Linked DNA regions of Mus musculus: all the other regions are linked to region 4. A link is a contact called in public Hi-C, HiCAR-type and promoter capture Hi-C data. All regions are on one chromosome and are shown on one strand. Each heading gives the region's core, a stretch centred on a gene start, on an enhancer-like site or on the middle of the called end of the contact. The rest is flanking DNA. Distances are from core to core; before and after follow the strand shown. Region 1 holds the start of E430024I08Rik (a long non-coding RNA gene). Region 2 holds the start of Exoc3 (exocyst complex component 3). Region 3 holds the start of Pdcd6 (programmed cell death 6). Region 4 holds the start of Arsk (arylsulfatase K). Region 5 holds the start of Zfp825 (zinc finger protein 825). Region 6 overlaps Cast (calpastatin). Region 7 has its middle 38 kb from the start of Cast.

Region 1 (3,067 bases), core at 154-2,653, 1.6 Mb after region 4:
AGTAAGCACATGGTGGCTTGCAACCATCTATAATGGAATCCAACGCCTTCTTCTGGTGTATCTGAGGACAGCTACAGTGTATATTCATGGACATTAAAAAAAAATCTTAAAAAAATGCCTTACTAGCACTTAGTAACTTATACTTGTCTGTTGGGATCTGTGAATATCAAAGTCATTGTATCCTTTGTTAGTATGCCACTTTTGGAGGTATGTGGATGGGAAAACTTTTAGGTTCTTTTGAGGAGCCATTAAATCTGTAAGGTAGAAGTTACTAGAATCAGAACAAAACAAAACATTAAGATGCAAAACGAATACTTTGTAAGTCTGATATTTCTTCTTTGTGTAATAGGGATACTATTGACTCGGTGGGACCATCAAGAATAATGGTGCCTACCATTTGATCTTGAACCATGTGGTTATATTACCTAAAGACCTGGTAAAATTAAATGGTCTATGCTTTATATCATTATCAAAAAAAGACACCAAGCCCCATGATTGCTTACATTTTAAGAGGATTCCCTAGGTGAAATTTAAAACAACAACTGAAGAAATAGTGGTTTTCTGTTGTATGAGAACTGGGCCCCTGAGTAAAGTAAACCTATTTCCCATCAGGGAATTCCGGGTTCTTGCATAGCCCCCTTATGACTTTCTTTGGGGCAGGAAGGAAGATGCTGATAGTATGAAAAAGAGGACTGGGAAGGCAGATGAGAGAAGAGACAGGAGCTGATTTCACATAGCACAGCAAAATCTTTGTGCTAACCCTGAGCCTAACCCTAAACCTGTAACCCTAACCACACTAACCCTAATCTAAACACTCTTTATCTTAATCCTAACCCTCTAATCCCCTAACTCTAACCCTGCATCCTGTAAGGGAGTTTTCTTAATTATTCCTTTTGAAGTGAGAAACCCTTGCTATATCTTGGTCTTTTGAGAGTTTAAGATCCACCTTTAATCCAGGCTACACATTCTTTCTGAAACCTACATACATAAAGGACCTTAAACAGGGAAGTTCTTTCAAATTGTCTACTTCTTTCCCTACATTTTTTAGCAAGGTGTTTTGTTTGTTCATTCATTCATTTTGTTTTGTTTTTAAACTGGCATTAGTAAGTACGTATTTCTTCAGAATTCTGGTAAGTTCTCAAGATCCGCTGAGATATCAAGCAATGTGAACTCAACAAGTCCTTGATTTTTCTTCTTTCCCTTGGCAATGAATGTGCTAAGCCATTATTGGACTAGGAGGACCACTGTCTGTGAGACATTCTATTAATCCCCTTTCTACATACATAAAGAAATTCGTCCTATGAGATGAGGTACGATTATCTGTACTAATACAACTGTGGTTTGTCTCCACCCTGCCACTGAGGAAGATGCGCTGGCTAACAACAGTGCTCTACACTGTTTGTCATCTCTTTCCTGGTTTTCTCCCAAGGTTGTTTCATACCTCTTTGGTGAAAAGGACCTGCATTTCCCCTGGTCCAGCATCAAGCTACAAAACAAAACTCTTGTATCCTAAAATCCTCTTTAGTGTTATTATCCTGGGCATCCTTCCACTGGTGAGCCAGATTGATAACTCCACTCCCAGTTTAGTAAAAGGCTAGCGACCTTGATTTCAGGAAGAAGGGGAAGTGCTGTGAGGAAAGCTCAAGCAAGCCAGGAAGTAGGTCATGGTGAGTGCAGGACCACTGCTACAACGGGAAGGAGCAGGCGGCTGAACAGCCTGAGCTGAAATGCTGTCTCCACTCCCACCGCTCGGAGGATAGACACAAATGCTAATGGAGAGCAAGTCAGACCAGAGATCTGGAAAAGGTCTGACCCAAGACTGGAAGCTCTATTTAACCTTGAGGAGGGGTAAGACTCATTGGGCAATCTAGGGCCCCAGGCGGATCTGCCAGTCAGACAATGAGGAGGGTTCTTCCGGGTGGCTTGCTGCACGTTCGTTTTGGAATGCAGGAGTGAATAGTCCTTTCCGTCCTGCTTTGAGTAATGCTGTTGGGTGCCATTGGGGACCTTAAGCGAGCTCCGAAGTTGAGACATGGTGAGTGCGAGATCACTGCCCACAAAGGGGAGGAGCAGGCGGATGAACAGCCGGAGCTGCAATGGTGGATCCTCCTCAAAGTCGGCCTGGGACCACAGATAGAGGAGGCTCTAGGAGGATAGGCACAAATGCCACCCGAATGCAAACCACTCCCGAGATCTGTAAAAGGACTGGACCGGGACAGGAAGCACACTTTAATCTAGAGGCGGGGTAAGACTCGCTGGCCAATCAAGGATTCCAGGGCGAACTGCCAGTCAGACAATGAGGCGGGGTCTTCCGGATGCCTTGCTGGAAGTTTGTTTTTGCTCTACAGGATTGAACCGTCTCTGTGTCTTGCTTTGAGCGCTGCTGTTGGGTGCTGTGAGTGGACCTCAAGTAAGCTCCGTTTTTGAAACATGGTAAGCGCATGGTTACTGTCTATAATGGGTAGGGGCAGGTGGCTGAGCAGTGGGAGCTGAGGTGGTGTGTCCTCTCTGGGGCTGTATGGGAAGCCTCAGCCAGATGTAACCAGATGTGGCCAATTGTGCGGTCCTTTGTGATGCTCCTCACTTGCTAAAACAGGCGGTGAACTCTGAATAACATCAGTATCAGGGCTGAATCAGCTCAAAACATTAGGATTAGGGGCTTGCTTGTAGAAATTTCACGGGCAGGATGCCAAACTTGGAGAGCCCTAGTTTCTCTTGAATCTTCTATAAGTTTTGCCCCCAGCATTTACCTATTAAGTATAAGATCCATTTGTAGTTAATTTTGTGGAGCTGTTAAAAGGCATCTCATGTGTTGGGTAGCACTCCCATACTAAGCTGAGATGTAGAAGAGTAGAATTGATGATTTAAATGGTTTACCAAGCTTAAGAAATAGTGACAGTAAGTAGCATTTAGCTGATGGAGGACTGTGTCAAAAACACCCCACAGGTTAGTATGCTAAGCAGGCCGGTTAGAGACTAGGATGCTAGGATTCACATGTTTGCTCCCCAGGTTTGTCTACACAGCTGGCTCCAAACTATAACAAAGGAGAGACAACTGTGATGTACAA
Region 2 (2,940 bases), core at 286-2,785, 1.9 Mb after region 4:
AGATTGGTTCTGTTGTGTTTCTGGACCCACCTGTTCACCAAGGAAGCTCTAAGGTGATCATCTGGGTTTCTAGGATTCTCCATATGCTCTTCACCTACTTGGAACCCATGCCTTCTCCTTTGTGTGGGCAGGTGTAAAAATGGCTTTGGGGCTACTCTCCCTGCTTCAGGGCTGCAGAACCTTTAGTCACTGCTTCATTTTTTTTTTTCTTTCCCTACTTTGGCTCTGGTCATTCCTAGGCCTACCTATGAACTTACTTGTACACTCAAAAGTATCCTGAGCTTTGTCACTCTGTGGCTTACCAAAAACAAAAGCTGAGATTCTTATTTTATTTATTTAATTGAAAGGAAACAAGCTGAGTCATCTACTGAAGCAGTTCACATCTAACTAGGCTAGTTAACTGAATTCGTTAGGGAGCACCATGACTAAACACTCCACTATATAGTGGGCAGCAGGAGATTAGGGTTGGATATAAGGTAACTAAGGAAAACCGCAGCTTTGTCTTGGTAGCTGTGCCTCCCCACTTTGCAGTTAAACATTCATGAAGCTGAAATTTCTCCTGTTTTGTCATAAACTAAGGGGTCAGGGCACTTTCCCAGTTGCAACCCCTACACTAAGGGAGGGTCTGCATCTTTAAAAGACTGACTTCATCATATAATTTGCATTGTGGTTATGACAGGTTACCTATACTGTTCTTTCATTTACTGAAGATTTACCCCATCATCCATTGGCTTGGGAGAGCCAGACTTTGTAGTGATGTTATGGATAGGCACACAACTCAACAAATGTATGCAGAAAAGGTGAAAAAAAAAAAACACAACCAAACCTGTCAGGGTAGGGTTGTCATACCTGATGGGTGAGTGGAAGAACCTAAACCCCGCCAAAATTTACTAAAAGTTCGTAACAGTGTGGGGAAATCTCTGTATCTGCAGAGGTAGAACAAAGTTTCTGGCTGTTCTAGGTACCGGGGCGACTCGATGCTTCACTGCTTCCTTCAGCTGGAGTAATTCCACCAGCTGCTGTTTTGCTCGTGGTTTTGTTTTCTTCGCCGCTTCTACGTGCTACGCGAGCAGCTATCAGCAGGCAGCCCACTCTCTGTGGCACTGTCCTGAATACTTGAAATCTACTTGCTGTCAGAAACCTCTGGGGGATGAGGGCGAGGACAGCAAGAAGAAACAAATATACGAAATATAAGTAGTGGAATCTTGAATACAAGACACAGTAAAGATATGGAGAGGTGTGGAGAGACTAAGGTAGCTAAGGGGAGGAACTGAGCAAGGGCAAACCTAAGTGGTTAATCCGGAGAGAAAGGGTGGGTACAATAGGTGCTACTTAAAATAAGAGGGTCGGGAGAGCGCCAAACGTCAGACGGCGGAGCCAGGCCTGAATCTGTAATCCCTGATCCTGAGTCTGTGTCACCAGAAGCACAAGTTTCCTAAGAGTCTACAGAAAGATCGCCCGTACAGCGCCTTCAAGGTTACCCAGAGCCCATCCTTCCGCCCAGACGCCGGAAACGGAAGTGACCGCGTTGCACACTTCCGGTCCGGCTCCGGGAGGTGGCAGCGGCGTTGCGGACGGTGAGGAAGCTCTGCTCTGACAGCCTTGGGTGCCTGTGCGGTGGGCGGGGCGCTGGGCCCTCGACTGTGGCACAGTGTACCCCTTAGTGGGTTTGTCCTTGGCGAGGGACAGCATCGGCCGACGTTTCTGGCGGGATGCGACACCCTCTAGTGCGGGTCCCTGGGCGGGTTTGGGTTTGTCCTCGGTGTGCGTCCCTCCCATCTCCTTGGTCGGGGCTGCTTCTACCCTCAGAGTTCCCTTTTGCCCCAGAGGCCGGAAATCTGACAGTCCTCAAGCTGCCATTGGAAGCAGATTTGGTGGCGATCCAGTACAGTTTTTTTAGTTTTTGATTCTCTGTGTTCAGGTTTATGAGTGGACTCTTTCTTGCAAAGCTTTTTTGGTTTTGGGTCAGCTTTCCTTTTGCATCTGGCTTGTAACACTGCCACAGGAGTGCCTTTCACCTGTCAGCTGGAGTGGGGGACTCCATGCCAGAGGGATGGTTTGGTATTATGTTTAATACCTAGTCCTGTAAATAGAATTATACAAGTTTTAATGTTTTGGGAATGCTGAAGATAACATGTCAAACTAAAGCAAAAGAAAAAAAAAAAAGCCCGCAGTGAATCAGTCCTGTTAGAAGTGGTTGTGGAATCCTCTTTCTGTGGCCTGCTCAGATTTCCTGTCTGGGTACGAGTAATTTTATAGTCAGAAGATGAAGATGGTGTTTGCAATGCTGTTCCACTTGAATGAAAATGCAAAGAGAGAAATACACAGGGAGAAGCTACATAACTGGAAATGTACAATGGATTTTAGTGGTTTTCTGAGACTACTTGGGAATAGAGTGAAAGATTCCAGAAGGTAGGTCTTTATCACATCTGTGGCTGTTGAGTAGCTGAAATTAAAGGAAACAGTGTTATTAATTCCCTCATTTGCTGGATAGTCAGCAAATAGCCATTGTAGGTCCATGACTTGGATAGTATTAGATATTAGACTAAAGGGTGATTGACCGGGTACATTTGTGCTTAGGGGAAACAAGCTACTCAAGTAAGGACAATAAATTACCTTTTGCTGTCTTATCTTTGTTTTTAGAAGTGTTCAAAAGTAAGAAGTGGTATCTTGGCCACCCAGAGCAATGGTAAGGGAGTATAAGACTCGTGTTTGCCCACTGGGCTGCTGCTGAAGTGTAGGTAATAGTTGTTGCCTTCCAGTGACTAACTACCCCATGGACTTGGGCAGCACTAGGGTGAGCTCCAGAAATGAAAAGCTGATCTTTTATAGGGCTAAGAATTGTGTTAGAGCTGCCTTTGACATAGTCTTAAGTCCCTGTATAAATACTCTCTGTGTGACTGTCTTACGCCTGTGAGATATCCCTGCTTCTCTCTGTTA
Region 3 (3,242 bases), core at 487-2,986, 1.8 Mb after region 4:
CGTCTGTACACATACAAAAAGATCTTTATGCAAAAGATATGACAATGACTTACCCATTTCATGCACCTCAGCTCCCAGAAAGAGCCAATGTTTAGAAAAGTTCTAAAGGAAAACAATTTTGTGTATATAGTAGCTCAAAGAAGTAGCTCAGAGAATTAGGTTAAAGGAAAGAGTGGCCCAATATGCAGACACATGATATGATTAACATCATAGGAGGACAGGGTTATCTCATTTATTTCTCTACTGGAAAGCTTAGAACAGACCTGGTTAAGAGGAAACTAAACCTGAGATAGGGCAAGGAGATAGATGGTGGCACCTGGAAGACAACTACCTGTAAGCTGTTGCAGAAGGTGGTCTCTTTGGGACTGGACCTTTATAGCATTCCAAAGTCAGCAAACAGCTGGTAGAGTCCCGGATTCAGCAGCCTCGGGTCTGCTGAAGTTTCTCTGTACTGGAAAACTTCCAGTTCAAGTAGGAAAATTATGATTAATATTTTTGTATTTCTGGTAAAGAGAAAAGGAGCCAGAGAGAGGACAGAATAAAAATAGATCTCAGATTCTAAATAAAAGAACCAGAAAAGTCTAAAAGATTATTCAAAAGTGAGATGAACAGTTTATGAGAAATTATAAAAAATGAATTCGCCAAATCCTGGAAAAAAAATCTACCTTTCTTAAAGAATTTTGTAGATTTTGAGGTAAATGTCAAAGCTATAAGATGTTTCTTTGAGCAATTTGAAAGTCTCTTAAGATGTCCTAAGAACAAGAGAAATGGAGCAGAAAACGATACAGTTGGGACTTGATCAGATCTATAGCTGTGCTAAATAATGGATGATTATCCACATGGAAGTTTCAGATGTACAAGGCCATACTCTTGGCCCTTGGTCTCTTCACCCTCTTCTTTAGTTATGGGGTAAACAAACCCCCCATAAAGACAGCATAGCAGTTCTTATTATAAGTCTGTCCCTGGATGAGGACTACAGGAAGGCTGGAATAATCCTATGGCAGAACGGAGTAATCTGTATCTTGAGCTATTCACAGTATTCAGATTTAGGTGGAAGGATGGCCTGACAGCCCGTGAATGTGACCGGTTGGTAGTTGCCCCAATGCTATGCATTTTCCCATTTAGGGACATTCCAAACTATAAAAGCACCATAGAATTAGTATCTAGAACGAAAGAAGGAATACTTATAATTAAAAGGAGTAACCACCAAAAGTACAGAAGTCCAAGTAAGGGGTGGAGAAAACACAGCTCTCACCTCAGGACCAAACCTCACTCGGGCCATTTACAAATGAAGTCACTGCAAACCTAGGGAGGCTGGGCATAAACCGATATAAGCAAGTGGGAAGGCAAGAAGGTGTAGTATGGACAGACGGACAAACTCCAGAGTGCACAAAATGCACTTTGCGTTTCCGCCGAGGACTTCATGCGGTTGGTGCACATCACATTCGCACTAAATACTAATGCAGACGTAAAGGGAAGCCGTCGGTCCAAGTGAAAGCTTTCACCACTTTCCGTTACAGGTCGAGGCGTTTTGTAAGCTTGGGTCGGCCCCTCATGGCGTGGTCTCTTCTGAGCTCACCCGCCGCAGCTTCGGGCTGAGACACACAGGAGGGCGGAGCGGGGTGGGGCTGAAAAGGAAAGGGACACCCAAGGCCGGGCAAGAGTAGGAGGCGGAGCTCAGACTAACCCCAAGGCCCTCCAGACGTTGCGTGGCAACGGACCACGCCTGCCAAGTGACTCAAAGGTGCGCGCTTCCGTTGTTCCCAGGAAGTTGTGGGCTCCTGGTCCTGCCCCATAACTGAGGCGGAAGCATAGCTTGTGGAGCTGGGCCGCGTTGCCGCTGTGCATCAGCCCATGGCTGCCTACTCCTACCGCCCAGGCCCGGGTGGTGGCCCCGGCCCTGCTGCTGGAGCTGCACTGCCAGACCAGAGCTTCCTGTGGAACGTCTTCCAGCGGTAAGGCCAGCGCCGCTCAGCTCCTTCGGCCCTTGGGTCGGTCCTCAGTTTTCAGGGCCTATTCTCCAGTCCTCCCTCTCCCCAGCCCTTCATCCCCCGACCTCCTTCCCAGTCCTTCCTACTCCCCTCCATCCCCGACTTTCTCTCTTCTACAATAGCACAGGGTTCAGGGTCATGTTGGCAGTGACTTTGCCCAGGGCCGAAGGGCGCGGAACAGTCGCCCTACAGGGTCAGGTGCTTGCGTTAGAAACAGGACAAATCTTGAATCAGGAAAACGGCATCAGTGAAAAGAGCTGGCTGCTATTGCATGTCTTCTGTCCCTGGCCGTCCTTCTGAATGACTGATTGTCTTTCCACTGACTCGTGCCAAAGAATGACTTATTCGTCCTAGAGAATCTTTCTTTACCTATTATGATGAACTGGTGCAGGTATAAATTAAGCAGACTTGAAGAGCTAACAGAAAGCTTGAAAGGAATAGAGAAAAGATGACTCAACCCCTCCTACTGCTTCTGGTTGTTCATTAGTCTCTGGCACACCTGGGGGCGTGTGACATTCCAGCTGAGCAAAGAGGAAGGTCTGGCCAGAGTAACATTCCAGACCTAGTGTAGATTGATGAAAATGATGTCTTGGCTATGTTTTATTTTTAATACTTCCTTTACATTTAATCACCAGCTTACCTGTTTTCTGTTTGTTTGTTTGTTTGTTTGTTTTTGTAGGGTTGATAAAGACAGGAGTGGAGTGATTTCAGACAATGAGCTTCAGCAAGCATTATCCAATGGTGAGTTGAAGCCTGATTCATTCACAGTAAGCAGTTTCCTTCCTGGAATTATTTCCAAAGAAGTCCTTAAGACTAAATTGCCATTACCGGTATAAGGTAAAGGTGTTTGCTAAGCTTCTGTGTTTGTATTTTCTTAATTATCATTGCTGCCTTACCGAGCTCCAGAACAAATGTATGTGAGCCTCTGAAATGGGAGCTATAGTGTAGACCTTGCCCAAGAGTGAAAAAGGTTAGCTCTGTGCAACAGAGGTCCCTCACTTATCTAGAAGGCCTTTGACCTGCTATCAGTCTTAGCAACTGTTCTGAAGAGGATCATCGGGGACACTGACAAATTGTCAGGTGACATTTAGAAGTAATTGCTTAGTTTTTGAAAGGCTTCAAGATGGTCCTTAGGTACTTTTGTGGAAGTATGTTTGCTATAAGAACTGCTAAAACTTGCCGGGCGGTGGTGGCGCATGTCTTTAATCCCAGCACTCAGGAGGCAGAGGCAGGCGGATTTCTGAGTTGGAG
Region 4 (3,210 bases), core at 465-2,964:
CTGCAGTAAAGCAATAACTAGCTGAAGACTAGTTAGCAGGACTGAGAAGACTACTATTGGAGAAGAAACAGGAAGGCAGGCTTTTATCAGTGTAATATCAAAGCACAATGAATTAATGAGTAGCTAAAAGCAGAAGACTGTCTTCAGCTCTAAATCAGAACTTTTAATACTTAAACCTCCACGAGTATAGAACGAGCTGCTCAGTGGAAGTTTTCCCACCAGGGAAGGTGAAGTATGGGCTGGACAAGCTAGCAGGGAGGACCTTTATATGCCCCACTTCGTGTCTGATGAAAAGTACTAGAAACCTCTTAGGTTCTAGCAGCCCTTTGAAACTGCGTCCCTAAAATACCTATTCCACCAACCTGCTACAGCGCCTGCTCTCACTGACACCGCAATTACAGAAAGAAGAAAAGGATGTGCTCTGTCCTCAGAACAAGGGCCTGCAGAAACAGAGCCTTCAAGGATCATCTGTGTTCAACGAATCATTACTATGCAAAAAAAAAAAAAAAAAAAGAATACCAAATGTAATTTTTATAAAACTAAGCACCAGTTGATATTGTTTCTGTAAAGTATGTCCTACATTCCAAATTTACTCAACACAATTCTGGGGAGTGTGCCCTGTTTAGGAGGTAATCTACTTAGATAAGCTATTGAAAAGTTATTTAACCTCTCTGTTTTCGCATCTGTAAAGTAGTCTAAGTGAAGATTAAGGAGTACATTCCACGTAAAGCATGCTACACAGTAAATATACAGTAAAGCTTAACAGACACTAAACACATACCGCTCTGTATTAGATGTGTAAGGTGTTTTATTACAATTAATCTGTACACAAGGCTGCCAGATATGAGAGTTGAGATTTTAAATAAATAGCATTACTCCTCCTTTTCCTGCCAGAAAATCAACACAAGTGGTGTAATGTACAATTATATATACCTGAAACTTATCAGTGAATAATTTGACTTGAAAATAGAAACGTGCTTCTTCCAGAATTCTCCAAAGGAATCTAGCAATCAAAAAAAGGAACAGCTGATTATTCTATACCCAACAATGTTACTCCGAGCATACATCAATTAACCGCACACTTCACACAGTCCACATCTGTACCTTTTAGAACCGGTCCCTATTGCTACTCCAAAGACAAAGAACAGCCAAGCTGTTCCGTATCTGGAACCTGAAACTTATTAGGCCCGCTCTTCAACCCACATGAGCATAATCCTTACAGGTCGGCAAACGGAGGAAATACGATGAGGGGGGCTTCCTGACTAGGGTTCCGGAACGCAGCAGAAATCCACACCACTACCCAGACCACACACGAGGTGACCTAGCCTAAAGTCCCATATAGGCACAACCCAATCCAATTCAAGTGACAGAATCACTGCCACCTCATCACCGCCAAGTTCACTTTGTCAGCGAACATTCAGCCCCGCACAAAAGGAAGACAGCCCGTAACATCACGCTCATGCTCAGTATTTTCTCCCCCTAAATACCACTTCTACTGCCTTTAGATTTCAACTTCTGCCAAAACCGAAGCGATCAGAACCCACCTGGGCATGTGGGACTGCCACAAAGTACAAGTCTGAACAACGCATGCGCGCTTCCCCAGACATCGCTTGAGTGAGAGGAACTGGCAGAGCTATCATTAGCTCGAAATTTGATTAAAACGGTCTTCACATGGGCTGAGCGCGATTGGTTTTTGCGCATGCGCCTGCCCTTGGCCTGATGGGAGGTGTAGTTTCTAGGTGCCGCTCATATTTACTTCTGTATTTGTAAGCCAAACTTCTAGTCTTGTCCCTAGAGTCCGGCCCCTGCTCATGACTGGAGAGCAGGCTACAGGAGACCCGCTCAGCAGCCGCTTCTGAACGGCCATGCCCGCGATGCTGTTGCTGTTGGTGTCGGTGGTCGCAGCGTTAGCACTCGCAGCACCGGCCCCCAGAACACAGAAGAAAAGGATGCAAGTGAACCAGGCGCCCAACGTGGTGCTGGTCGCCAGTGACTCCTTCGTAAGTACCCAAAGGACGGGGAGCAGACACCGCCCAGAGCCTGTGGAGAAACATCACAGGGAACAGGACCCTGGGGTTGAGAGGTCCCGCATGCGCACACCTGCAAGCACGCATGTGCATACTAATAAAGTAGTAGAAAGAAGCCAGTCTCTAACTCCTGGGCTTTGCTCCTTGAACTTTATTCACTAGACCAGCAATTCTCAACCTGTGGCTCTCGATCCCTTGGGAGAGGTCGAGTCACCTTTTGCAGAAGTCACCTAAGACCATCGGAAATATCAGATATTTACATTACAACTCATACCTAACAAAATTACAGTTATGAAGTGACAACAAAAATAATCGTATGGTTGGGAGAGTCACCATAATATGAGGAACTGTATTAAACTGTTGCAGCATAGAAAGGCTGAGAACCACTAATCTAGACATTCTATACTTGTGTTAGCACTGATTTAAAGAAGTTATTTGTGTATGCATCACCTTAAATTTGATTTAAATTCATATGGAAAGTGAAAGGACCTCGAATTGGGAAGGGGAAAAAAACATGAAAAAGAAGACTGATTTAAAAAAAAAAAAAAAAAGCTTTTAATTTCAAAACTAATGGTAAAGCTACAATAGCCACAATAGTACTTTACATGCAGAACAATAAATATTCAGACCAGTAGAGTAGAATTAAGAGTCCAGAAATAGTCTTATAAACAAGTAGTGCTGGAAAAGTAAATATATACATGGAAAGGAACAAAATTGGGTCCTGCCTTCCACCATGTGTAAAAACAAAAGTTAGTCAATGATTTAAATGTAAAAGCTAAGGCTATAAAACTCCTTCAAGACAATGGAAGTGTAAATTGTCATAATCTTGGTTTAGGCAATTTAAAATGAGCCAAGGATTTGAAAAGACATTCCTACACAGAATATACACAGATAGCCAATAAGCCCATCATAAGAAGCTTAGATTCATTAATCATTAGGGAAATGTAGCTCAAACCAATTGATCCCCATAAGGATAGCCAGAATCAAAAGGCATAAAAATAGGAGGAAGTCATGTGAGATGATATGGGAAGAGCCAAGGGTGGGGAGGAGGGAATGTGGAGGTAAATATGATCAGAGTATGAAACTGTTGTGCTTGGCCTGTTGTTTTTTACAGTTAATATGTCAGTTCTTTAGTACACACACACACACACACACACACACACACCATAAACAATAACCAGAG
Region 5 (3,174 bases), core at 625-3,124, 1.6 Mb after region 4:
ACCTGGTAAAATTAAATGGCCTATGTTTTATGATATCATTATCAAAAAAAGACACCAAGTCCCATGATTGCTTACATTTTAGAGGATTCCTTAGGTGAAATTTAGAACAACCGAAGAAGTAGTGGGTTTCTGTTGTATGTGAACTGGGCCCCTGAGTAGAGTAAACCTATTTCCCATCAGGGAATTCCAGGTTCTTGCATAGCCCCCTTATGACTTTCCTTGGGGCAGGAAGGAAGATGCTGATACTATGAAAAAGAGGACTGGGAAGGCAGATGAGAGAAGAGACAGGAGCTGATTTCACATAGCACAGCAAAATCTTTGTGCTAACCCTGAGCCTAACCCTAAACCTGTAACCCTAACCACTCTAACCCTAATCTAAACAATCTTTATCTTAATTCTAACCCTCTAATCCCCTAACTCTAACCCTGTATCCTGTAAGGGAGTTTTCTTAATTATTTCTTTTGAAGTGAGAAACCCTTGCTATATCTTGGTCTTTTGAGAGTTTAAGATCCACCTTTAATCCAGGCTACACATTCTTTCTGAAACCTACATACATAAAGGACCTTAAACAGGAAAGTTCTTTCAAATTGTCTACTTCTTTCCCTATATTTTTTAGCAAGGTGTTTTGTTTGTTCATTCATTCGTTTTGTTTTGTTTCTAAACTGCATTAGTAAGTACGTATTTCTTCAGAATTATGGTAAGTTCTCAAGATCTGCTGAGATATCAAGCAATGTGAACTCAACAAGTCCTTGATTTTTCTTGTTTCCCTTGGCAATGAACGTGCTCAGCCATTATTGGGCTAGGAGGACCACTGTCTGTGAGACATTCTATTAATCCCCTTTCTACATACATAGAGAAATTCGTCCTATGAGATGAGGTACATTTATCTGTACTAATTAATACAAGTGTGGTTTGTCTCCACCCTGCCACTGAGGAAGATGCGCTGGCTAACAACAGTGCTCTACACTGTTTGTCATCTCTTTCCTGCTTTTCTCCCAAGGTTGTTTCATACCTTTTTGGTGAAAAGGACCTGCAGTTTCCCTGAAGCCAGCATCAAGCTACAAAACAAAACTCTTGTATCCTAAAATCCTCTTTCATATTAATATCCTGGGCATCCTTCCACTGGTGAGCCAGAATGATACCTCCACTCTCAGTTCATAAAAGGCTATCCACCTTGATTTCAGGAAGAAGGGAAAGTGCTGTGAGGAAAGCTCAAGCAAGCCAGGAAGTAGGTCATGGTGAGTGCAGGACCACTGTCAAAACGGGAAGTAGGGGGCAGCTGAACAGCCTGAGCTCCCAAGGCTTGGAGGATAGACACAAATGCTACTGGAGAGCAAGTCAGACCAGAGATCTGGAAAAGGTCTGACCCGGGACTGCAAGCTCTATTTAACCCTGAGGAGGGGTAAGACTCACTGGCCCATCAAGGCCCCCAGGCGGACCTGCAAGTCAGACAATGAGGGTTGTTTAGGGTGGCTTCCTGCCGGTTCGTTTTGTTGTGCAGGCATGAATAGTCCTTTCTGTCCTGCTTTGAGTACTGCGTTGGGTGCGGTGGGGGACCTTAAGCGAGCTCCGAAATTGAGACATGGTGAGTGCTAGATCACTGCCCACAAAGGGGAGGAGCAGGCGGATGAACAGCCTGAGCGACGATAGTGGATCCTCTTCCAGGGCTGCATGGGACCACAGATAGATGAGGCTCTAGGAGGACAGACACCAAAAGCTACCCGAATGCAAACGACTCCCGAGATCTGTAAAAGGACCTGCCCCGGACAGGAAGCACACTTTAAACTAGAGGAGGGGTAAGACTCGCTGGCCAATCAAGGCTTCCGGGCGGAACTGCCAGTCACACAACGACTCGGTTTCTTCCGGAAGCCTTACTGGAAGTTTGTTTTTTGCTGTACAGGCTTGAATGTTTCTCCGTGTCTTCTTTGAGCGCTGCTATTGGGTGCTGTGAGGGGACGTCAAGTAAGCTCCGTTTTTGAAACATGGTGAGCGCATGGTTACTGTCTATAATGGATAGGGGCAGGTGGCTGAGCAGTGGGAGCTGAGGTGGTGGGTCCTCTCTGGGGCTGGATGGGAAGCCTCAGCCAGATGTAACCAGATGTGGCCAATTGTGCGGACCTTTGTGATGCTCCTCACTTGCTAAAACAGGCGGTGAACTCTGAATAACATCAGTATCAGGGCTGAATCAGCTCAAAACATTAGGATTAGGGGCTTGCTTGTAGAAATATCACGGGCAGGATGCCAAACATGGAAAGCCCTAGTTTCTCTTGAATCTTCTATAAGTTTTGCCCCCAGCATTTACCTATTAAGTATAAGATCCATTTGTAGTTAATTTTGTGGAGCTGTTAAAAGGCATCTCATGTGTTGGGTAGCACTCCCATGTTAAGCTGAGATGTAGAAGAGTAGAATTGATGATGTAAAGGGTTTACCAAGCTTAGGAAATAGTGACAGTAAGTAGCATTTAGCTGATGGAGGACTGTGTCAAAAACACCCCACAGGTTAGTATGCTAAGCAGGCCGGTTAGAGACTAGGATGCTAGGATTCACATGTTAGCTCACCAGGTTTGTCTACACAGCTGGCTCCAAACTATAACAAAGGAGAGACAACTGTGATGTACAATCAGCCACTTGGCCCATGCTCAAAGCAAAAAGCAGGTCTGTAACAAGCTGCTCAATCCATCCTTAACAGAGTCACAACCAACATGAAGGCCTGGTGTGCCTAAAGCTCCCATTGTCTAATTGAGAAAAGCATTGTTCTGCCACTCCACTGGTTGACATCCATTTGAGAAGGAAAAACACCTATGTGCTTGCAGACAGGAGCTGAGCATGGCTGTCCTCTGAGAGTCTCTACCAGTAACTGAGACAGATGCAGATACTTACAGCCAACCAATGGACTCCAGTCAGGGACCCTATGGAAGAGTTAGGGGAAGGATTGAAGGAGCTATAGGGGATGCCAGTCCCTTAAGAAGACCTATAGTATCATGTAACCTAGACCCCCGGGAGCTCAGAGAGACCAAGCCATCAACCAAAGAGAATACATGGGCTGGTCCATGGTCCCAGGAACATATGTAGCAGAGGACTGCTAATCTGTACCGAATAGGAGACTATACACCTAATCTTGTAGACTTGATTCCCCCGGGAAGAAGAATGAGGAAGGTGAGGAGTGGATGAGAGG
Region 6 (3,227 bases), core at 174-2,673, 1.4 Mb after region 4:
TCCTGTCACTCTTCTATCTCTGCTCTCAGACAAAATTTCAAGATGTTCCTTCAGCTGGTGGAGAGAGTGTGGCTGGAGGTGGGACTGTGGCCACTGCCTTGGACAAAGTGGTTGGTAAGGTGAGCATACATATACAGACATAACATGAACTTCTCTGCTTATGAGGCTCTGGTTCTAAGAAGCCCATATCGGACAACCCGACATTCAGAAACAATGGATACAGTTTGTGTGTATTTTTGTGAAAAAGCTCATGTTTTGGGAACTTAAAGTGAGAAAAATACTAAAATAATTTTGAAATGTGTATATCTAGTAAATACTTATTGGGCAACTGGCTTCGAAGGCCTGATATCAATGCCAAAGTAATTAAAATGTAAGTTGGTTCAGGCCTTGCCGTCCAGGTTCACAGGTATGAAATCAAAAACGTAAAACTTACATGAGTGCTTGAGTAGGCATTACGCTCAGCTTTGAATGCTCACAACAGCAACCTTGACATTAAGTCACAATCACAGCAATGGTGTGAGTTGCTAGCATGATTCTAGATGTGTTGCCCAGTCCCAGAAACCCCGCACTGGAGGAGCTTCAGATGCCAGTCTGGGAGTGTGCAGAAAGTCGCAGAAAAAGGTAAAAGTCCCTTGAAACATACTGATTTCTTGGATCTTGGGATTCCAGACACATTATTTTAACAAAATTCATAAAAACTTTTTACATAGAAATGCTCACATGTGAAGGAAGGGTTTTGTGATGGGTTACTTGTCTGTTATCTCAGGACCTAACCATCAGCCTGGAAACACCAAGTGTGTATTTATATGAACTACTTTGAAAAATAGATTTAACTAGATATGTTATAACACAAACTTTTAAAGTATATTCAAAATCTGAGGTTTGAGGTTAGCAATTAACTAGCCCATGTTATCAGTAAAAGCTAAATGATCCACATGACAAAAGGTTACCTGGAATTCTGTTATTCATTGGCTTGATTCTGGACTTTCCATAATTATTTTATTTTACTTTACTAGTGATTTATACCCATCTCATTAGGACTAATCAAACCTGACTTATTTTAGGATTTGGCAGGTTTGAAGCATTATAGTTGAGTGTACTATGTGCTGGCCAGATTAAGGAAAGTGTCCGTGTAGAGAAACATTTTATGAGAAAAGGTAAATTCCATCTGAGGCAGGGGATTCACAGGACTGTGAGAGAGACAGGGAGCGGGAGTGGAGCAGCAGCAGGAGCAGGAGTGAGAGCCGGAGCTGAGCGACCTCCCCTTTGATGTAGGGCAGCTGGGATTCCAGGCTTGCAAACACTTTGAGATGTTGAGCAGTTTCAGATGAGGTCTGATCACAGGCACATTCCAGTGTCAGAAAGCAGAGTCCAGAGGTTGCTGGCTGTAAGACTAGAAAGACAGGTTAAGGCTGCTGGGGAGAATGCTGTAGGAGCTTGTGGGTAGTGGCAGGAAGGTGAGGTGGCGTAGGGCTGTTTCGATGGTGCTGGTGAGCCATTATGTGGCTAACTTAGAGCTATAGTAGAAGAAAAGAGGAGAGCTATTCAAAGTTATAGCAGAGACAAAACATTCAGCTTTCAGAAGGTGTTGGCTGAGTAGGGCAGAGGTAAAGAAAATGTACAATGTGCTGGGGCTTCAGAATATGGCATGAGTAGGCTGATAACAGTGAAGCAAGACAAGATAGATGCCACAGTGCCAGGCTTTTGGAGGGGCTCATTCTGTGATCCAAGCACAGGGTCAGCACTGAGACCAAGTGCCTGCTTAGAAGTGGAGTGGCAGATTTACAGCACTGTGCTCGACCTCTGGTTACTTTGAAAGATCAACAGAAGCTTATAGGATATATATGAAGAATGGGCTATGCCTAATTAGGGCTAGACTGAATTTAAATGTTTGGCAGGCTTAAGAAAAGGCATGTAGCAAAGTAATTAATATATTGTGTGGTGCACTGAAAAAGGGAGGAAGTGGGAGAGAGAGGAGGGAATGGAGATAGAGGAGATAGAGAGAAAGGAAAAGATGAGACAGGAAGAGGGAGGGGGAAGAGTTGTGAGTGTGCACACAACTACACAAGGGGGCAGTTAACTCTCTAGGAAGGGGTTCTGGCTTGTACCTGGCACCGTGTTCTTAGCACCAAAGTCATAGCAGTTGTTAATTTGGTATTTAATTATATAGCAAGTGCTTACATCATACTAAGTATTAAACATTAACATAACCTTCACAACCCCTAGGTACCATCATTGTCCTCATATCACTATGAAAACAAGGGACAGGGGAAGTGATTTATAATTTATAATTCGGAAGCACCTGTGTATGTCACGGCTGGTATACAGATTCAGGCAGGCTGAGATCTGCTGCCTGAGTTGATATGTGCAAATGATCCATGGCCCAGGAAGGTCCTAAATGAAATAACCTAACCAATATAATTCCTGCCAAGAGTCCCTGACCCTAGAGGATTTGGCATAGAACACCATCATAAGTCGGGAATATACAGAGTACGTGCTACTGGAAGCAGAAGAAGAGAAGCACAGGGTGGCATGACAAGGGCAGAATCTGAATGCTGCTTTGCTGTGGCAAGTGTGGGAGATAAGAGGTGACACAGTGATGCTCCCCATGGTCATCGTCAGAGATTATGTGTGGACAGACGCAGGACGGTTGCAGGTTGGAAAGTTAGCAGCTGCAGGAACTGCCGTAATTTATAGCCAAAGGAGAAAATATATGAGAAGAATCAAGGAAAGAACAATGAGCTACCAAGGCAAGTGACACAGTTGTCCTGGTGAGCAGAAACAAAGACGCAGGGAACAGAAGCTACCTCAGAAACAACTTGTAGGCTTTCAAGGCCCGGGACAAGTATGGTGGCCAGGCAATCCTGGTGCAGATCAGGGTTTTATCCCTTCCTCTGTAACCCAGGGAGTCACCTCATCTCCACTACTTTCCTTCCTATTCTCCTCTCCATCTTTCCCTTCCTAGCCTCTTCTGCCTCCCTTCCCTCCCCTCTTCTCCCTTCTCTTCAACCTCCATCTTTTCCATATACCAAACAACATTTTAATTGCCTTCTTCATATCTTTCCTTGGACTTATTATGTACTTAAACCAATCTATCACTTTATTTTCCTCCATGAGCCGGATCTCTCTAAGCTTCTCTTTCCTGTCACTAAACAGGCTTAATGTATGTAGTAGTTTTGAAGCATTTGCCATTACCGTCCACAGTTGATCATGGGACTAGTACATGA
Region 7 (2,997 bases), core at 247-2,746, 1.3 Mb after region 4:
TGAAATAAATACCTAATAAAAAATAAAATAAAAACAGAGATTATTTCTTTTTAAATATATATTGATGAAGATCCAGTTCTATACAGAATGATGAGTGGGTCTTCAGCCCATGGTTTAGAACTGGGTAATGTAGTGGTGGCTGATTTCTGACTGCAACATAAAATTAATGAAACAAATTTTAACCAGGAGTAAATCACTCAGTTGCTATGTGCAAACAGGAGGTAGAATTTCTTATTCAACGTGACTTAAAGAATTTTAAATGGCTACAATGCACACAGCACAGCATTGAGCCTGATGCCTAATACACGCCTATGGTACTTTTCCTTTAGGTCCATGCTCTTTCCCAACATTGAACTTTAATCTCACTCAAATGGGCAATAAGCTGAAACATCCTTATAGCTGAAAGTAGCAGTGAGAAGTGTCAGTGTTGGCTTCATAGATATAATAGCCAAGTTTGTTAATGAAAGCATCCCAGATAGCCGATTGACCGGAAAGACAATAGGAAACCTGGAGTGCCCTGCATAGCATTTACCAACTTAGGAGAATACTTCAGACAAAGTAAATCATGGTATAATTTACTATAAATAACAAAATAAAAATAGGCAGGCCTTTTACTTAGGAGAGAAAACAAAAATTTTAAATATACAAACTGTGGCCATTTGTTGATATCCCTATGGAAACCCCTAAAAGATGATTCAGGGGCATCAGCAAAATTGGAGGCTAAAATGCCTTATACTAATTTAAAGATGGCTACTTTCTGGATCAAAGCAGTCATACCCAATGATTCCTTAAAGTGGAAGGTCCTGTGAAAAATGTAAATTGTTTACCCTACACAGATTGATTGTGTCCTCAACCATAAATTACATCATATACAATATACCTTTTTGTTTTCTTTGTTTTTTGAGACAGAGACTCAGTGTGTAATGAAATTTTCCAATTTGATCTGAAACTTACTATGCAGCCCAAGCTGACCTCAAACTTATGATTTCTGCTTCCAAAAGGCCAGGTGTCAGGTGAGCACTATCATGCCCAGGTTTAAGATTTGTCTTTAAACTTCCTGAGACTGAGCTAGTACACCAGACTGCCAACTGATCCTCTTTCACCATGCTGAGCACCTGGGGTAGAGGCATGTGCTGCCACATCTACCCACCCAAGCAGTAATGTCAGGGCCGTTCTCTGTCTTCTACAGTGAGTGCATCTTACAGTCCACAGAATCCAATCACAATAATACCACTTTTCCCCATCAGCTAAAGACAACCAAACACATGGAAATTAAGATGGATACTGTTAAAGCATATGTGGTACTAAGTATTGTGTGCCAGGAAATGTTCATGAACCCCAAAAAGACAACCAAGGAGCCAAATCCGATGCAACCACTGTAGGGGCTCTTTATTCAGGTTTGAGCTTGTGCTCCCTGCCAACTGAAACACAGCAGGAAGGTGGAGCCCCAAACCCAGTTTCAGGCAAGCCTTTATAAAGGCAGGAAGTGGGTATCTAGCCTGATACACATCTGATTGGGGGGTGATTATGGCCTATAACCTAACTGGCTGGTGCTGGTAGTCACACTGTGAAGTCAACTTTTGTTTTCCTCCTGATTTGTGGTTGTTCAGAAGTTAAGTGTCAGGGGCAGACTTGTAACCTGGAGGTACAGATTTGTTGGGGAATAACCTGGAAACTGGTGCTAGACACAAGTTTTGTCCGGGTGGGAGTAACCTGGAAACTGGAGAGAGATACTAGCCTATTAGTTAACTTGAGTTCAACCTTAAGTCAGGTTCACTAAGATGGAGTCTAAGCCCAAAAGATTTAGTCTCCCCCCCCCCCCCGATATCTCTGGTCCAGCCTAGGTTATATCATCTTTTGAATATTTAAGGTGGTCAGGGAGTGTAGGATCCCCTGGACGTAGGGAATTCAAAACAAGAGAGATTGTTCAGATCCCCTTATCCCTGTAAAATGATGGCACTAGAGACTTGTAATATACCAGCCAGATTTATAACAATAAATCTCCAGCCCCCAAATGCTCGTGCAAAGAACATAAAACTCAATTGATATAAATAGAAGCTGCACACCTAGATTGGGCATCTGTGCCCTATACTGCTCATCTATGCCCATCTATGAAATCCCTAGCTACCTGAGGCTCCTTCAGGCCACATGGTCTCTCTCATCTTGACTCATCTGATCCTCTCTAAGACTTTCAGCTTTGCCTTTTCCTTCCAGTGCCCAATCACAGGCTCTAGCCTTATCTGATCAGTTAAGATTTCACCTGACCTCACCCCTCCCTCCCAAACAGCAATCCACAACAGAACCATGACACTGTACCATCTAGGCCTTAATATTTTACCTAGGTTCCAACAGTTATATTGAATAAACTTCTTTTATTTTGTCTTCCAGGAAGGAAGGAAGGAAGGAAGGAAGGGAGGGAGGGAAGGAAGGAAGGAAGGAAGGAAGGAAGGAAGGAAGGAAGGAAGGAAGGAAAATAGTCAAGGAAAGAATACATGTCTAATTTGTTTTATAATGTATTTTTGTGTAATGACCTGGAAAGAATTTCTGTATAATTTTAATAGTGATAACTGCCAAATTATAATATTCCTAATGTTTTTCTTTGTTTTTTCTAAAAGCATTATTAATGAAAGATCCCCAAAGCAATATTTTAATGGACACTTTAAAGAACATGGGTGTTCCCCAAACCAAAGACAAACAAACAAACAAACAAAATGAGTAGCCAGAGGCACAGTCACATTTGAGTCACATTCTGACATTTCAGACATGTATATAATATATTTCAACTACAGTTATCCATACTCTTTGAAGTGGTTACAAAATAAAATACCTTTTACTGAGTGGTAGTTGCTCACACTTTTTTGTTTCATGGACTCTTCTTGTTCAAAGTCTCTGTTTGTGTTGTAATTAGTATTATAAATATCTTTAATTCCTCTGTGTCACTATTGCATTTGCTTGAAGACTTAAGTAACCCCTGTAAAATAATTAAGCCAATCATTG

What was found. Promoter capture Hi-C pulls out the DNA fragments that hold promoters and counts their contacts. A called contact is a pair of places that touch in the nucleus more often than the background predicts. HiCAR-type assays count read pairs that join an accessible place to other places.
Region 1: a promoter capture Hi-C map of hippocampal neurons shows a contact between it and region 4, with 4 times the contacts expected there. The contact joins the promoter of E430024I08Rik here to the promoter of Arsk in region 4. A contact is called at or near these places in 1 of 39 promoter capture datasets (hippocampal neurons), 1 of 484 Hi-C or Micro-C datasets (B cells) and 1 of 115 datasets of contacts at active chromatin or transcription factors (large pre-B cells).
Region 2: a promoter capture Hi-C map of liver shows a contact between it and region 4, with 2.6 times the contacts expected there. The contact joins the promoter of Exoc3 here to the promoter of Arsk in region 4. A contact is called at or near these places in 4 of 39 promoter capture datasets (the 3T3-L1 cell line, liver and pre-B cells), 1 of 484 Hi-C or Micro-C datasets (CD8 T cells) and 2 of 9 other capture datasets (adipose tissue and liver).
Region 3: a promoter capture Hi-C map of liver shows a contact between it and region 4. The contact joins the promoter of Pdcd6 here to the promoter of Arsk in region 4. A contact is called at or near these places in 8 of 39 promoter capture datasets (the C10 cell line, cranial neural crest, hippocampal neurons and 4 more), 2 of 484 Hi-C or Micro-C datasets (CD8 central memory T cells and pre-B cells) and 2 of 9 other capture datasets (adipose tissue and pancreatic islet).
Region 5: a HiCAR-type map of astrocytes shows a contact between it and region 4, with 3 times the contacts expected there. The contact joins the promoter of Zfp825 here to the promoter of Arsk in region 4.
Region 6: a contact with region 4 is called in a promoter capture Hi-C map of stem cell-derived epiblast-like cells, with 3 times the contacts expected there. The contact joins the enhancer-like site here to the promoter of Arsk in region 4. A contact is called at or near these places in 9 of 39 promoter capture datasets (the 3T3-L1 cell line, cranial neural crest, frontonasal cranial neural crest and 5 more) and 1 of 9 other capture datasets (liver).
Region 7: a Hi-C map of CD4 T cells shows a contact between it and region 4, with 2.5 times the contacts expected there. The contact joins the enhancer-like site here to the promoter of Arsk in region 4. A contact is called at or near these places in 8 of 39 promoter capture datasets (the 3T3-L1 cell line, the C10 cell line, embryonic stem cells and 4 more), 1 of 484 Hi-C or Micro-C datasets (CD4 T cells) and 1 of 115 datasets of contacts at active chromatin or transcription factors (astrocytes).

Annotation. Positions count from the first base shown.
Region 1 is chr13:74,461,948-74,465,014 of GRCm38.p6, reverse strand. It overlaps E430024I08Rik (a long non-coding RNA gene), which reads left to right and starts at 1,403. Exons shown (of 8, transcript XR_003950546.1): 1 at 1,403-1,806; 2 at 2,349-2,433.
Region 2 is chr13:74,207,295-74,210,234 of GRCm38.p6, reverse strand. It overlaps Exoc3 (exocyst complex component 3), which reads left to right and starts at 1,535. Exons shown (of 13, transcript NM_177333.4): 1 at 1,535-1,577.
Region 3 is chr13:74,315,820-74,319,061 of GRCm38.p6, reverse strand. It overlaps Pdcd6 (programmed cell death 6), which reads left to right and starts at 1,736. Exons shown (of 6, transcript NM_011051.3): 1 at 1,736-1,955; 2 at 2,671-2,732. The coding sequence starts at 1,855.
Region 4 is chr13:76,097,164-76,100,373 of GRCm38.p6, reverse strand. Arsk (arylsulfatase K) reads left to right here and starts at 1,714. Exons shown (of 8, transcript NM_029847.4): 1 at 1,714-2,000. The coding sequence starts at 1,866. It overlaps Ttc37 (tetratricopeptide repeat domain 37), which reads right to left and starts at 1,640. Exons shown (of 44, transcript NM_001081352.2): 1 at 1,545-1,640; 2 at 934-1,003.
Region 5 is chr13:74,492,661-74,495,834 of GRCm38.p6, reverse strand. It overlaps Zfp825 (zinc finger protein 825), which reads left to right and starts at 1,874. Exons shown (of 5, transcript NM_001377115.1): 1 at 1,874-1,985.
Region 6 is chr13:74,741,522-74,744,748 of GRCm38.p6, reverse strand. Cast (calpastatin) reads left to right here. Exons shown (of 31, transcript NM_009817.4): 8 at 30-119. Among named protein-coding and RNA genes, the nearest start is that of Cast, 65 kb to the left of the region's middle. Within about 2 kb of position 1,423, at least 27 of the 459 cell types and tissues checked have an H3K27ac peak or open chromatin away from gene starts, as enhancers often do. A contact at or near this core is called in stem cell-derived epiblast-like cells, where this site is marked.
Region 7 is chr13:74,844,575-74,847,571 of GRCm38.p6, reverse strand. No RefSeq gene overlaps it. Among named protein-coding and RNA genes, the nearest start is that of Cast, 38 kb to the right of the region's middle. Within about 2 kb of position 1,496, at least 19 of the 459 cell types and tissues checked have an H3K27ac peak or open chromatin away from gene starts, as enhancers often do. A contact at or near this core is called in embryonic stem cells, where this site is marked.